2 separate regions of the Mus musculus genome follow, and region 1 is linked to region 2. Evidence: chromatin contacts called from public Hi-C data. All regions are on one chromosome and are shown on one strand. Each heading gives the region's core, a stretch centred on a gene start, on an enhancer-like site or on the middle of the called end of the contact. The rest is flanking DNA. Distances are from core to core; before and after follow the strand shown. Region 1 overlaps Slc25a32 (solute carrier family 25, member 32). Region 2 overlaps 2310043O21Rik (RIKEN cDNA 2310043O21 gene).

The links. A called contact is a pair of places that touch in the nucleus more often than the background predicts.
Region 1: a Hi-C map of liver shows a contact between it and region 2, with 1.8 times the contacts expected there. The contact joins two enhancer-like sites. A contact is called at or near these places in 1 of 39 promoter capture datasets (cranial neural crest), 1 of 484 Hi-C or Micro-C datasets (liver) and 1 of 115 datasets of contacts at active chromatin or transcription factors (bone marrow-derived macrophages).

What each region holds. Positions count from the first base shown.
Region 1 is chr15:39,102,818-39,109,771 of GRCm38.p6, forward strand. It overlaps Slc25a32 (solute carrier family 25, member 32), which reads right to left. Exons shown (of 7, transcript NM_172402.3): 2 at 3,015-3,165. Among named protein-coding and RNA genes, the nearest start is that of Slc25a32, 6.4 kb to the right of the region's middle. Within about 2 kb of position 5,159, at least 11 of the 459 cell types and tissues checked have an H3K27ac peak or open chromatin away from gene starts, as enhancers often do. A contact at or near this core is called in liver, where this site is marked.
Region 2 is chr15:38,563,923-38,570,324 of GRCm38.p6, forward strand. The region is part of intron 2 of 2310043O21Rik (RIKEN cDNA 2310043O21 gene); the gene reads right to left. It overlaps Gm41309 (a long non-coding RNA gene), which reads right to left. Exons shown (of 3, transcript XR_875194.2): 3 at 4,610-5,593. Among named protein-coding and RNA genes, the nearest start is that of 2310043O21Rik, 28 kb to the right of the region's middle. Within about 2 kb of position 3,444, at least 111 of the 459 cell types and tissues checked have an H3K27ac peak or open chromatin away from gene starts, as enhancers often do. A contact at or near this core is called in liver, where this site is marked.

The DNA.
Region 1 (6,954 bases), core at 3,909-6,408, 540 kb after region 2:
TACATACATACATACATACTTTTGGTGGATAGGGCAGAGCCCCTCAAACCACACACATACATTTGGTGGATGGATGGGGCAGAGTCCCAGATGCCACACTTTATTCCTTCTCTCTGGCCTTTTTATATCTTCTTAGGCAAAAGTTCTTTAGAAAATTACCTCATGGATAAAATGTTACACAAAGAGGGAGTTGCAGAAGGATGTTGATATTAAGTTCAAAGCAGTGTTTCAATCTATAACTTCATTATAAGTTCAAAGCAACAGTTTCACGTGGCCTCCTTTTATCATAGGGCACACCTGTGGCTTAATCCTTGGATCTGACCTAGAATTTTCTCCTTGATCCCAAGTTTGTCCAAGCCTATTTCTCTTTTTAGTGTAATTGTGAAAGCTCACTGTATTCCTAATTATACAGCCTTTACTTACTATTTTCTATGGGGAGTGGGCACATTTTTTTCTTGATTCTAACTTTACTATATCTTTCTGGCAAAACAACAAAAAAGTCTCTTAAAACTTTCTAAAATTATGTGAAGTAAATCAGGAATTCTATAAAATCATGATCAGGAACTATGAAATAATCAATTTGTCAATATAGCACATTACTACATGATGGTATATCTTTGTAGATCTGCAGAAAATCTGCCCAATAGGGTGGGCTAATGCCCAGGAGTCATTAGACTATGTACTAATGACAGGAAAAGCCTATCAGCTGCAAGAAGAAATCCTGAGTCTCTTGGGACCTTGTCTCTCAGAGCTCAGACATTGTAGGCCATGCAAAAACCAGTGGCCACCTCTAAGAAAGTCACCTGCTAGCCTTAGCCTCTCCTAACACTCCTGGACGGCTCCTGACACTTCAACAATTAATAGCAACAGAAAAAAAACTAGGAGGAGGAGGAGATGCTGTGTCGATATAGACATCAGGAAGAAGCAAACAAAGACAAGGGACACCAGACAAACGTATGTTCAGGAGCAGTCATCAGCTTTCTGATGGATAAGAGAGAACGTGCCCCAGGCAGACCCCTTTCAGAGATTAGCAAGGAGCCCAGCATTCTAACAGTAGCTAATGGGTAACAGTGTCTGTCCTAAGGCTCTCAGAAACTGCCCGAGAGAGGGAGATCCCAGAAGTTACTGTGTAGAAGTGGCACTGACCTGGGTGGGTATGGAGACAGGTTCAGTTTCAACAGGGAAAGAGATATATATACATGGGACTGACAGGAAGAGTGGATAACCCAGTGAGAGAAAGCAGCCTCAGGACAGCCAGCGTGAGATTTGGGTTTCGTTTGACAAAAACACAGGCACTCGATGTTTCTGAGCAGGAAACATGAACCAGGTCTGCTTTTGTTATTTGTTTTATAAATACAGTTTTTACTATGTGTATGTGGTTATCTGTGCACCCACAGAAGCTGGAGCTGGAGTTACAGGGTGCTGTGAGCAGTTTAATGCAGGGTGGGAAAGCAAGCTCTGACTCCCTAGAACAGCAAGCTGAGCCAGCTCTCCAGCCACTATTTTGTTTTTTTAGGCAGGCTGTCTATGACCCGGGCTGGCCTCATACTCACTACGAGTAAAGGATGACATTGAAAGCCACATCTCTCTGCACCTATCTATCTAGTGTGGCACCAGGCCCCAGCTCTCACTTTCCTCTTCAAAGACTTTGGAGAAACTTTACAAACATTACCCATAATATTCTAACATGAAGCAAACTGTTCTATGGTAAGAAAGTCTTGTCACACATAGCATGTCCTCTTCGGGATATATTCTCACCCTCACCCCCCCCCCTTTCTCTCTCATACACACACACACACACACACACACACACACACACACACACACACACAATCTGAGTTTTGTATAGATTCAATGCTTTCCTTTGTAAGAGCTGACTTGGTCTCACAGCACTACAACAGTGATTAGGACACACAACGTCCAGCCAGAAGCACGCTCAGCAGCAGCAGCGTGTGCTCCTCTACTGCAGGGTCATGGTGCCTTGGACTATGTTCTTTCACACTCAGTAAGGTGAGTGTGTCTGCTCAGGAACACACTTGCAGCAGTTCTTTTAAGGGGAATGCAGTAGGAGTTATTCGAAATAGTGATGACTACTAAAAGATCATAAGCTATGAAGATGTTGGGGTGGGTTTAAAACAAAACAAAACAGCAACAAAAAAACCAAGCTATGAGGAGTGTATCTCAAACTCTTCTAGGAATCAGGTCATTGCTTTCTCTTCCCAACAGGGATCTCTGGTATATGTGCTTATAGGTGCTCCCAGCTCCGTCTCCTCCTGATTTAAACCTTATTATGCATCAAATGCACTTCTCCAAGCCATCTCAAACAATCTGGAATATTCTGGAATCTAGAATAGCTGAGGATAAATATAGAACTATGCTATTCAATTCTACAGACATTTTCTACTTTGGTAATATTCTGGAACTAATCTCTTATACATGATAACAATAGATCATTTTATAGGATTGAATTTACAGACTGAAATTGAGATATATGTTAAAAAACAGTTTCAGGTTCCTACTGTAAAACTTACAAAATCTCTAACAGACAACTGGTTTTGTTACCTTTTCCTAATCTATTTTAGCTGTTAAAAAAGTGCTCAAGAACACTAACATGGTCCCTGGGGATTCCTGAAGTTGTACAGTATCACCATGAGCTACACAGAGTTAGCACTGGCTTTAACTAAAGCAGAGCTCGTTCGTGTGTCAGCACCCCATTGATCACAGCGCTCAGCTCAACACCTCAACTTTTCTGAATTCAGCTCAAAGCAACAGTTTCTGCAGATCTCCTATCTCATCCTGTTATCTTGTTCCTATTAGAACTCTGTTCTGGGTCAGATATCTCTGATAACAGCTGGCGGACAGGAATGAACAAGCTACTCCGCTTCCCAGTCCTGCCAATCCAAAAAATCTGATTAGATGACTCATCAGTTACCTATGTTAAAAAAAGGTGATAAGCAGAAATCATTTAAACAAGGATATTCTTCAATTCTGTGAAATCCCCCAGATCTACTCACAAGAAAAAGTAGAGTCCCCAGGATAAACCGGCACCCCACACATTCGGGGTTACTCCTTGATAAAGTCCTCGTAGTCCATCAACTTTCCAAATGGTAGCCAAGCAATGCAAAATTCCTTTATATTTTGGTCTTACTTCCAGTCCATCACTCACTGCATTGAAGAGAATACAGGTGAGAAGGGATGCTGCCCATGAACCACATATAGACACAGAACACAATCAACCATAAAGGAAATATATTCACCAAGAAAACCTTGGGTAGAGGAAATTGTTTTAGTATGTTTGGTATTTTTTAATTAGAACATCTGTCAATTTGCCAAAGTATTCAGCCAGAGCACACTAAGACTTCTAATATTTTAGGAAGTAACCTTTAACCCAAAACACTTGTATGCTTGTTACAGATACTCAAGATTATAAATTCTATAAACGCACGCTTGAAACTATGACTCAGGGTGTAGGAAACTGTTTAGTGGCTTGGAATAAACACACTTTGCTCTTGTAGAGAACCTGGGTGTGATCCTCAGCACCCACATGGTGGCTCACAACCACCTGGAACTCCAGTTCCAGGGTCTGACATCCTCTTGTGAACGCTGTAGGTACTAGCCACGAAACTGGTACATATGCATTCATTCAGGCAAAACACTCATACATAGTCAATAAAATAAAATATTACTTAAAAAACAAACAAAGAAACAAATCCTAGTCAGGTGCTTCAACTCTATCAAGAATGTCAGCACGGTCTGAGGGGCAGCAGCGAAGGGAGTTGAGGAAGGGCAGCCTACAGGATATTCTTTCTCTACCAACACATACACACCTCAGTCAGACTATTTTCTAACCTTGAGCTAGTTTCCTCCATACTTTCCCACACTGTTCTCATTCCAGTCCCATACAGCTCCACACTACAGCACAACTGTCTACAGCAAAGCTCGTACCACCCGAGTGGCTCAACAATAAGGCACTACGGTTTACAGAGATGCTTGTGCCACTGAGGACCAGTTGTCAGACTCGCCCTTTCCTTTTTATCAAACAATCTTTTTTTTTTTTTTAAAGTCCTTTATATCTTTTTATTGTACCACATAAAATAGTAGCACTTTGAAGTACAGAATTCCACTATGCCTGGCTATATTTGGCATTTATTTTTATTTTGCTTCTGTAGAAAATGGAAAATACATTTGAAATATGATAATTTGAGCAAATGAAGGCTACTTAACAGGTCTGTGAACAGGCTGTAGGAAAACAATATGGAACAATGCAGTCTTAACAACTGCTTTGCTGTTTTCAGAAGTCACTTAATCCTGGAAGTAGAACATTAAGTATCTCGTACGAGGGAACACTCTGTATCATCCATATGACACCTGATTATAAAACTACATCCCACATTATAAAGTCCCACAATACAAAATAACAAGTTTACTTCATTTAGCTTTGCATGCTCCCCTCTCTAGACTTCACAAGCATCTCTCCTTGCTATTAAACCTGTACAAGATGGTGAGACAATGTGGCTGCCATCCCTCTCACAGCCATTCCATCACTTCTAGACTTACTCTCCTCTCTCACAGTCAACTGTTCCTAATCTTTTAAATCCATATTTTAGGTCTAGCATGTAAAAAGGAGATTATCACAGCATTTTTATATGCATATATCATTATACATTTTTTTTTTTTGATTTTTCGAGATAGGGTTTTCTGTGTAGCCCTGGCCGTTCTGGAACTTACTCTATAGATAAGGCTGGCCTCAGACTCACAGAGATCCACCTGCCTCCACCTCCCCACCACTCGGCTTTTATACTGTTTCTATTTCAGCCTTCTCTCCCACTGCCCTCTCTTGTATGCCCTGTTCCCTCTGTCTGGTTTGCGCATCTTCTTACTAGTAAAATGTTCTCTAAGGGATATCCTAAAAAGCGATTTGTATAGATTCTTATTACTTCTTTATCAGTAGCCACTAGAAAGGGAGTGATATAGGTTAAAGGGTATAAATGTAAACTTAAAATACAGTGAAAAGTACCTGCCAAAAGAGGTCACACAAATCATAGTCCTTTCCATGTAAGCATGTCCAGTCCTCTGCCCCCACCTACACTGTACTGAATGGAGCCTGGCAAAGAAGAATCATCTGTGTTTACCAGTGCCACGCCAAGGTGGAACAGTCAGTTCTTTCGTCATTAACCTGTCAACATTACACTACGAAATGAGATTAAAGTGCACCGGGCTTCAGAAGCCTGGGCTGGATATCACAGTTCCTTTATTAATTACATGATCTTACCCTCACTGAGCTCCAGCATCCTCCTTTGTAAAGTGGGTACATCATCCTAAGTTTTGTAAGGTTTACACAAAACACAAACCTTCAGATAGCAGGGTTATTTGCCCAGGAGAGGCATTTTGCAGCATACACGCTTCTGATGTGCCCCTTGGGTTTTGTGCCTCTCATTCTGTACAGATTTCCTTGTTCTGGGCAGCTTTCCAGTTTTCTCTCAATAATAAGCTCACAATTCAATTGTGAGACAAAAGGTAAACACCCCTGCTTTTCATGGCCATAAACCAATGCTTGCTTTACTGTTTTAAGAAGTTAATCTTAGTAATAACTGTGTGAATAACAGATAAGAATGGTTACGCACTGGTCTTCAGAAGGTGGAAAAGTTTTATAGCTAGATAGGACATCTTTTGGGAAGAAAACTGGAGATTTGGGGGCACAAATGTTGGACTGGTGGAGGAAGGAATATTAGTTTGGAAGGAAGGGTGGTGAGAGCTGTTCAGGAGTGAACTGCATTATCTCCAAAGTTCAGGTAAAGTTGTAGTTCTGAACAGGACTACACAGACGACAGGGCCTTTAAGGAAGGAATTAAGATTAAAGGGCTATTTGTAAGCCAAGGAGAGAGCTCTCACTAGAAACCAACCTGACTAGCTTCTTGATCCTGGTGATCCTTCCAGTCCCCAAATCCCTAAGAGAAAAATAATCCTTTTGTTGCTTAAGCCAAACTGTTTGTTGTGGTATTTTGTTGCAGCTCAAACTACAAAGGTACTTGGGGAGGGGGGGAAGGAACCTAAAATAATCACATACATGTTTTGATGAAGGAAATGCTACTTTCTTTTTCTAATTTAAAAAAAAAATGCCAAGGACCAGCCTTGGCTAGGTCTGGGCTCAACAAAAGAGAAATATAGTAATTGCTCTACTATCAAGGCAAAAAATTTCATTAAGTATATACAAACATGTTTGAAAAAAAAAAAAGGAAATTGTGGTGTCCTCAGGTAGAATGAATTTGAAGGCAGAGAAAACAAGAGATGAAGACCTGAATGAGTCTTCCTGCTGTCACATAGAAGTTGTATACACAGTGAGTTTCTAGTCTAAATGACCTGAGGAATTTCATGAAAGCACATCACCGTAATGGCTAGTGGTTTAACACTGAAAGATTCCAGGAGGCAGTAACTGAACAAAAAAGTTGGTATATTGAAGGAGCCAAGACAGAAGACATTAAGTTTTAAATTCTTTTTGAAGAACAGCAACAAGTACACTGGCTTTAAAAACTATGTAGTCCCACCATCCCAGGAGAAAGTGTTTCATGTGCTGGCTTAGTTACCCTCCTTTTCTCGGTCACACCTGAAGACCTTGTTTCTTACTTAGTTAATACATCCCCTTCCCTTGTGCTCTATGTGGATGGTTTGTCTCTACTTGTGTGTGTGTGTGTGTGTGTGTGTGTGTGTGAGCGTGTGTGTGTGTGTGTGTGTGTGTGTGTGTGAGTGTGTGTGTGTGTGTGTGTGTGTGTGAGTGTGTGTGTGTGTGATACTAGGTTTTGAGCTTATGACCTATGTGCCTAAGACCTACGGTAGCAGTCAATCACTGAGCTTATTCAATGCCCATTCCCAACCTCTTTCAATAGCATCTGCCTCAGCCGCTTTGTGTTTCATTGCAGAGGGTACCACTACTTTGCCAGGCCTAATTCTGCATCC
Region 2 (6,402 bases), core at 2,194-4,693:
TTCAATTCCCAGCAAGCACATGGTGGCTTACACCATCTGTGATGGGATCTGATGCTCTCTTCTGGTGTATCTAAAGACTGCTACAGTGTATTCACATAAAATAAATAAACAAATCTAAGAAGAAGAAGAAGAAGAAGAAGAAGAAGAAGAGGAAGAGGAAGAGGAAGAGGAAGAGGAAGAGGAAGAGGAAGAGGAAGAGGAAGAAGAAGAAGAAGAAGAAGAAGAAGAAGAAGAAGAAGAAGAAGAAGAGAATGCACCCCTCCCCATTGGCTCATATGTTTGAGTACTTGGTCCCCAGTTGGTGGAACTGTTTGGGAAGGATTAGGGGGTGTGGCTTTATTGGAGGAAGAGGTCAATGGGCATGGGCTTTGAAGTTGAAAAGACTCCTGCCATTTCCAATGTAATTCTTTCTGTCCCCTTCCCTTTCCAACCATGTGAGCACTCAGCTGCCTTTGCACTGCCATCATAGACTCTAACCCTCTGGTGCTGTAAGCCCAATTAAATGTCTTCTGCTGCAAGAAGTCATTCTTTGGTCCTGGTGTCACATCACTGCCTTGAAAGAAAGAGACAGACATGGGTGCTGAAGTTTGAACTCAGGCTCTCACATTTATCCAGCAAGCACACTACCAACTGAGTCACCTTCACAGCACTTCCTATTATTTTCTTTTTGGGAGCGGTTCAAGACAGAGTTTCTCTGAGTATCCCTGGCTGTCCTAGAACCAATGGCCGTAGACCAAGCTGGCCTTGAATTCACAGAGATCCTCCTTTCCTCCACCTCACCCCCAAACCCTTCCTTCCTTCCTTCCTTCCTTCCTTCCTTCCTTCCTTCCTTTCTTTCTTTCTTTCTTTCTTTCTTTCTTTCTTTCTTTCTTTCTTCCTTTCTTTCTTTCACCCAGTAAGTCCAATCTTGTTTTACCTATACATACATAGGCGTGGAGCCATTTCCTGAAGAACGGGCAACTTACCAGTGGATACAGCCTCCCCACTCCCTCCCACCACACACACAAGACTTATGCTCTCCTTCCTCTTTCCTCCATCAGCTATTAACCACCTCAACTAGAGGTAGGATCTCCCTGTCCCTTTTGGAATGTTTACCAGCCTGTTCTTGTTGCAGGTAACCACAGCTGCTTGTAAATTTGAGAGTGCCATGACCATGCCATATCCAGAAGGCAGAAATTCCCAGCATGCCTCATTCCCGGCTCGTACATCCTTCCTCCTCCTCTTCTGCGATGCTCCTAAGCCTGGGGTCATCTGCGAAGGCTGCTACTTAGGGATGAGCAACACTGTCACTTCTCAGCATGTTGACTGCTTGAGTCTCTGCATTAACTGCTGCCCATTGCAAAAGGAAACTTCTCTGACTGCAGCTTAAAGAAGCACAAACCTATGGGTTTAACTATAAATAGTTAGGAGGCAATTTAACAACATAACCATAGCAAAACGATAATAGTAGGTTCCTCAAGAGCCTTTGACCTCCCCAGCCATGGGCTTCGACCAGGGTTACAGTACCAAGAATGTGGTAAGAGGTATAGTGGAAGTCTGTTTTCAAACCTGCACTTACGTATTTGTGCAGATTTGCATGTGTGCACACACACACACAGACTAAGAGCATAGACTTCCGTGGCATTACTCAGGCACCATTCACTTTATTTCTTGAGAAAAAGTCTCACACTTTTACCTGAGCTTCAGCTGATTGGCCAGGCTTGCTGGCCAATAAATTCAGTGCAGGAGTTGCGAGTGGGCACCACTACACCAGCTTTGCTAGGGGCTCTGAGGGACCAACTCGGATCCTCAGGCTTATTAGGTGAGCGGAGCTCTTTCCCCAGCATTTTCTGGTTTGCGTTTTCTTTCCATTTCTTCTGCATCTGACATAGCTACCCTGTGAGCAAACCTCAGCAAAACTTTGAGAAAAGTGAATCTGGCCTTTCTACACACACTGCCTTTTAGCCCCTCTCTAATGTGTGTGTGTGTGTGTGTGTGTGTGTGTGTGTGTGTGTTGCGGGGGTTGGGGCTGCATGGATGCATGCATCAGTGCATTGCTTTCTGCCTTATTGTCTCTCACTAGTTGGAACTTTGAGAGCTTGTGATTTCTGCTAGTCTGGCTACCAGTGAATTCCCAGGATCTACCTGACTTTATGCCCCATGCATGTGCTCACAGCTCTGCCTGGCTTTACATGGGTGCTGGGGATTCAAACTCACGTTCTCCTGTTTTCACCAACAGTGTTCTTACCCACTAAGCTGCCGCCTCAGCCCCTTCTCTCTGATCTGAGTTTCTGTGTGTGACAACCACCCCACAACTCCTGCCAGACCCTGATAATCTCTCCCAGCTATTGTCCAAAGCATTGTCCAACCATATCACGACTGTTTTCCTTTTTCTAACACACACACACACACACGCACACACACACATGTGCACACATACACACACACACACACAGGCACAGAATTCTTGTTTGTTTGTTTGTTTGAAACAGTGTCTCACTATAACATGGCTGACCTGTTAGTCATTATGTGGCATTTAGGTTGGCTGTAGAGTGCTGGAAATTATAGTCTGCCACCATGCTTGGTTTCTTCTGATTTATTTCTAACCCTCTGGCTCCCTGGAAGTCATCTCTGGCTTGCATCTTCCTAGCTAAGACTCAGGGAATATGAGTGAATATTGACTTCATAAACTGGTTATTTAGAGTCATTAAACACAATGTTTGGAAATATGAATCTGGCACTGATTTAAGAGTTAGAAACTCAAGGAGGAAGAAGAGATCCTCACCATAAAGGTCTCTTAGTCATTTCACATAGAGAGGATTATAGAACCAGGACCACATGGTAGTCCATGTGACCCCAGCCTCTGGGAATGCTCAAGTAGGAGGGTCACAAGTTTGAAGCCAACCTGGGAAACTTAGAGACTATTCCAAAATAAAATAAAATGTCAAAGTCATGGAGATTGATCGATATTAGGGCACTTGTCTAACATGCACGACGCCCTAGGTTTTGTCCACACACACACACACACACACACACACACACACACACTATAGGATGATGTGGGACATTTCATAGAACCAAGAAGAGACGAGTCAACTAGTTTCTGAAAGAAAAAGGTGTTAGGAAGGGTTCCTAAGAGGCGCCTCACAGGATGAGGCAATATAAACAAGGCTTAGCCTTCTATGGTGACGAGAACAGCAGTGTCTGCAAGACCAAAGGCTTGATGGGAAGAAAAAGCCCCCACTCCTGTGCCCCACTCCTGTGTTCACTCGTGTCTGGGTGCGAATGTTCCTACCTGTGTAAGCATGTGAGCACCTGTGTGTGATCCTGAGCCTTGACTGGTGCCAGGTGTGCTCAGCAGCGAGTGGCAATCGAGGGAGAGGAGCCTCCGGGAAGGGGAAGTCAGCGTCCTAGAATATCAAGTGCTGCACCTGGGCAGAGACCCAGGGCTGAACACACCCACTCACCACTCACATGGCAGCTTCTTGAAAGCCGTTGGGCCTGAGCCAGGCTCCGCGGTGCCCAGGGAGGAGAAGGAGGTGAGAGGGTGAGTTAACATTTATTGTCCACACTTCAGGACAAGGGTCTCTGCTATTGCAGTTTACTCTCAAGGCCACTGAAGACATAACCCCAGCTTCCGACCGCAGATAAGAAAACAGGCACAGAAAAGTCAGAGTCATTTCACACAGACCCAGTAGAACCAGAAACAAGTTCCTCAAATTCAAACCACTGAGCACTAAGGAGATGAGATTTCAGAAATGTGACCTTTGCTGGAGAGTGACAGGAAGTCCCTGGAGATTAGGGCACATTTATAGGCAGAGAGAAAGTCACCTGGAGACACGGAGCAATGATTAGCAGAGCAAGGTTCAGGAAGATAAAGCCAGGCCCTTTGGCAATCAGACCTCTGAGGCCGTGCTTACAGCGGAACCCAGAGAGAGAAACCAGGTGAAGTGGCCTTTGTAAAGAGGGGCCACCATTATGGCAGATTGGTGGCCATGGCTGTCGGCAGAGACAACAGAAAACAGATGTATCGTCAGGACTCTCTAGAGAAATGGAGCCAAGATCGGGAAGAGGGCATGTTGAACCCAGGAGAGGAAAGGGTTCAAGTCCGAATGGAGGCATAGGGAAGAACTACTGGTTCACTTTAAGTCCAAAGGCAAGGAGAAACCTGAAAGCTGACCAAGCAGGAGCAGCTTCAACGGATTCAGTGAGGCCCACACAGGTTAGATCGTTCCAGTAGTTCACTGTTTACCGTGTCTGCATTCAAATATTATCTTGTCAGGATGTCCCCAGTCACACCAGCGTAATGCTTTACCGAAAGTCTGCTCATTGCTGGCACAGTCTACACACTCAACAAACCATGGCGAGAGAGCGTGCGCGCACACACGAAAGAGAGAGAGGGGGGAAGAGAGGAGAGAGAGAGAGAGAGAAAGAGAGAGTGCTTGGAGGGGCAAGAGGGCTCTGGCAATGGTCCTGACAAGCGACAGGGCCTTAGACCAACTTCAGCCGATCGATCATCCAAGAGCAGGCAGGCCTGCTCCAACATCACATCCCTTCCAAGAGTAGGTTCCAAGCTCCAGTTGGTAAATTATTTACAATTTTTATTATTAGCCAGAAAAGGTGCCTGTTTTCTGGCTGACATTTAATGACTCTGAGTCTTGCCAACCTTAACTCTCACCTTCTGTCAGGTACAGGATACACGTGGCCAGCCCTGCTGAGTGCCTGACCCCTGGACCTTCCCACACACACTGCACCAATGTGGTGGCTGAGTGGCTCTGGGACCTGGCTCGTCACTGTCTCTCAGAGAGTCAGAGCCAGAATTTATTCGTTTGTTTGTTTATAGACAGGGTCTCGTTATGTAGCACTGATTAATTTGGAGTCTTTACGTAGACCAGGCTGGACTTGAACTTGTCGACAAACTGTCTTTGCCTGCTGATGTTGGAATTGCAATTGTGCACCACCACGCCCAGCTGAAGACAGAGTTAAGTCCACCATCGATTAGAGCCTGAGACCCACAGCTTACCCTCGATACGCTCACAAGAAGCCAACCCTTAAATTACATTTCTTCTTAGAGGGGCAGGGACCAGGGGCATGGTTCTGTGGACGGAGGCCCTTGCTATACCGTCGGAACACTGTTCAAGCACAGCGTCATGAGTGAGGAATTCTGAGTGCTTGTGAGAAGACTCATCTCAGTGTCTTCAAAACATAGAACTGTTCTTGGAATGTGTTTCTGTGCGCCCCTCCCCCCAGGCATAGCAGACAGGAATGAGTTTACTTCAGCTGTTGCTATTCATGTGCCTCTGTGGGAAAACATGCTTCAGTCACACGTGGCTTGTCCTGGTGATCACACACCTTATCACGATAATCTTCTGAACCTTAAGACTGTAAAGTGCCTGGTGCTCTGAGTAGTGTTAGCTGTTGCATAAGTCTTTAGTCCACCTCATTTTTAGGCTCCACTCTCCTAGACTTACACCACCAACTAGAGAGGTAAACTTCGTACAATCATGGAGACCTGAGTCCCATCCTTGGAAGCCACATGGTGGAAGTAGAGATCTAAGAACGGATCCCACGGGCTGTCTGCTGGCATCACTGTCGCATGCACCTCACATGTTACCTATAAAACAAATAAAGTTTTAAAATAAAAATAACAAGTAGGATTTCAACACAATCTGGGTGTGGTGGCACATGCCAACACTTGGGAGGTGAAAGCCAGAGGATCAGGGGTCCAAAGTCATCTTTGGCTACACAGAGAGTTCAAGGTTAACGTGACATACACAAGAAGATGTCTCCCAGCAAAATAAAATAAAATAAAGAAACAAACAGAAAACCGAAGGCTGGGGATGTAGCTCGGGAGAAGGACACTTGTGTAGCACATGTTGATCCCTAGGTTTAATCCTTTGTACTGCAAACATCGAGCAACTATTAAAACAGAGCCCATGTTCCCAGCCTGGAGATAGCTCCACGGTTAAGAACACCTTGCAGAGGACCAAGTTCAGCTCCCAACACCATGTCTGGTGATTCAGAGCCATGAGTAACCCCAGCTCAAGGAAACTGGCCTCCATGGGTACTTATGCTCACATGAACATACCCTTCCCACACACAACTAAGCAAATGCATTTCTAACAACCTAGATAAATAAATACATAAATATTATCTATAGACATATATAATTTCAACACCATTTTGATGGGCACCTTGATAATGTGGTAGAGTTACTGCGTTACAATGTTCTTAGGAAAATAAACGATCAGTCTGTCACTTTATTGTTATTGAATCTCACTGTAGCCCAGGCTGGCCTCAAAACTCTCAATAATCATCCTGTCTTCATGTTGGGAGAGCTGGGATTACAGGCATGAGCCACCGCACCCAGCAACTACCAGGAAGAAGTCTGTTCATGGGGCTTTGGAACTGTGATAGGATTGA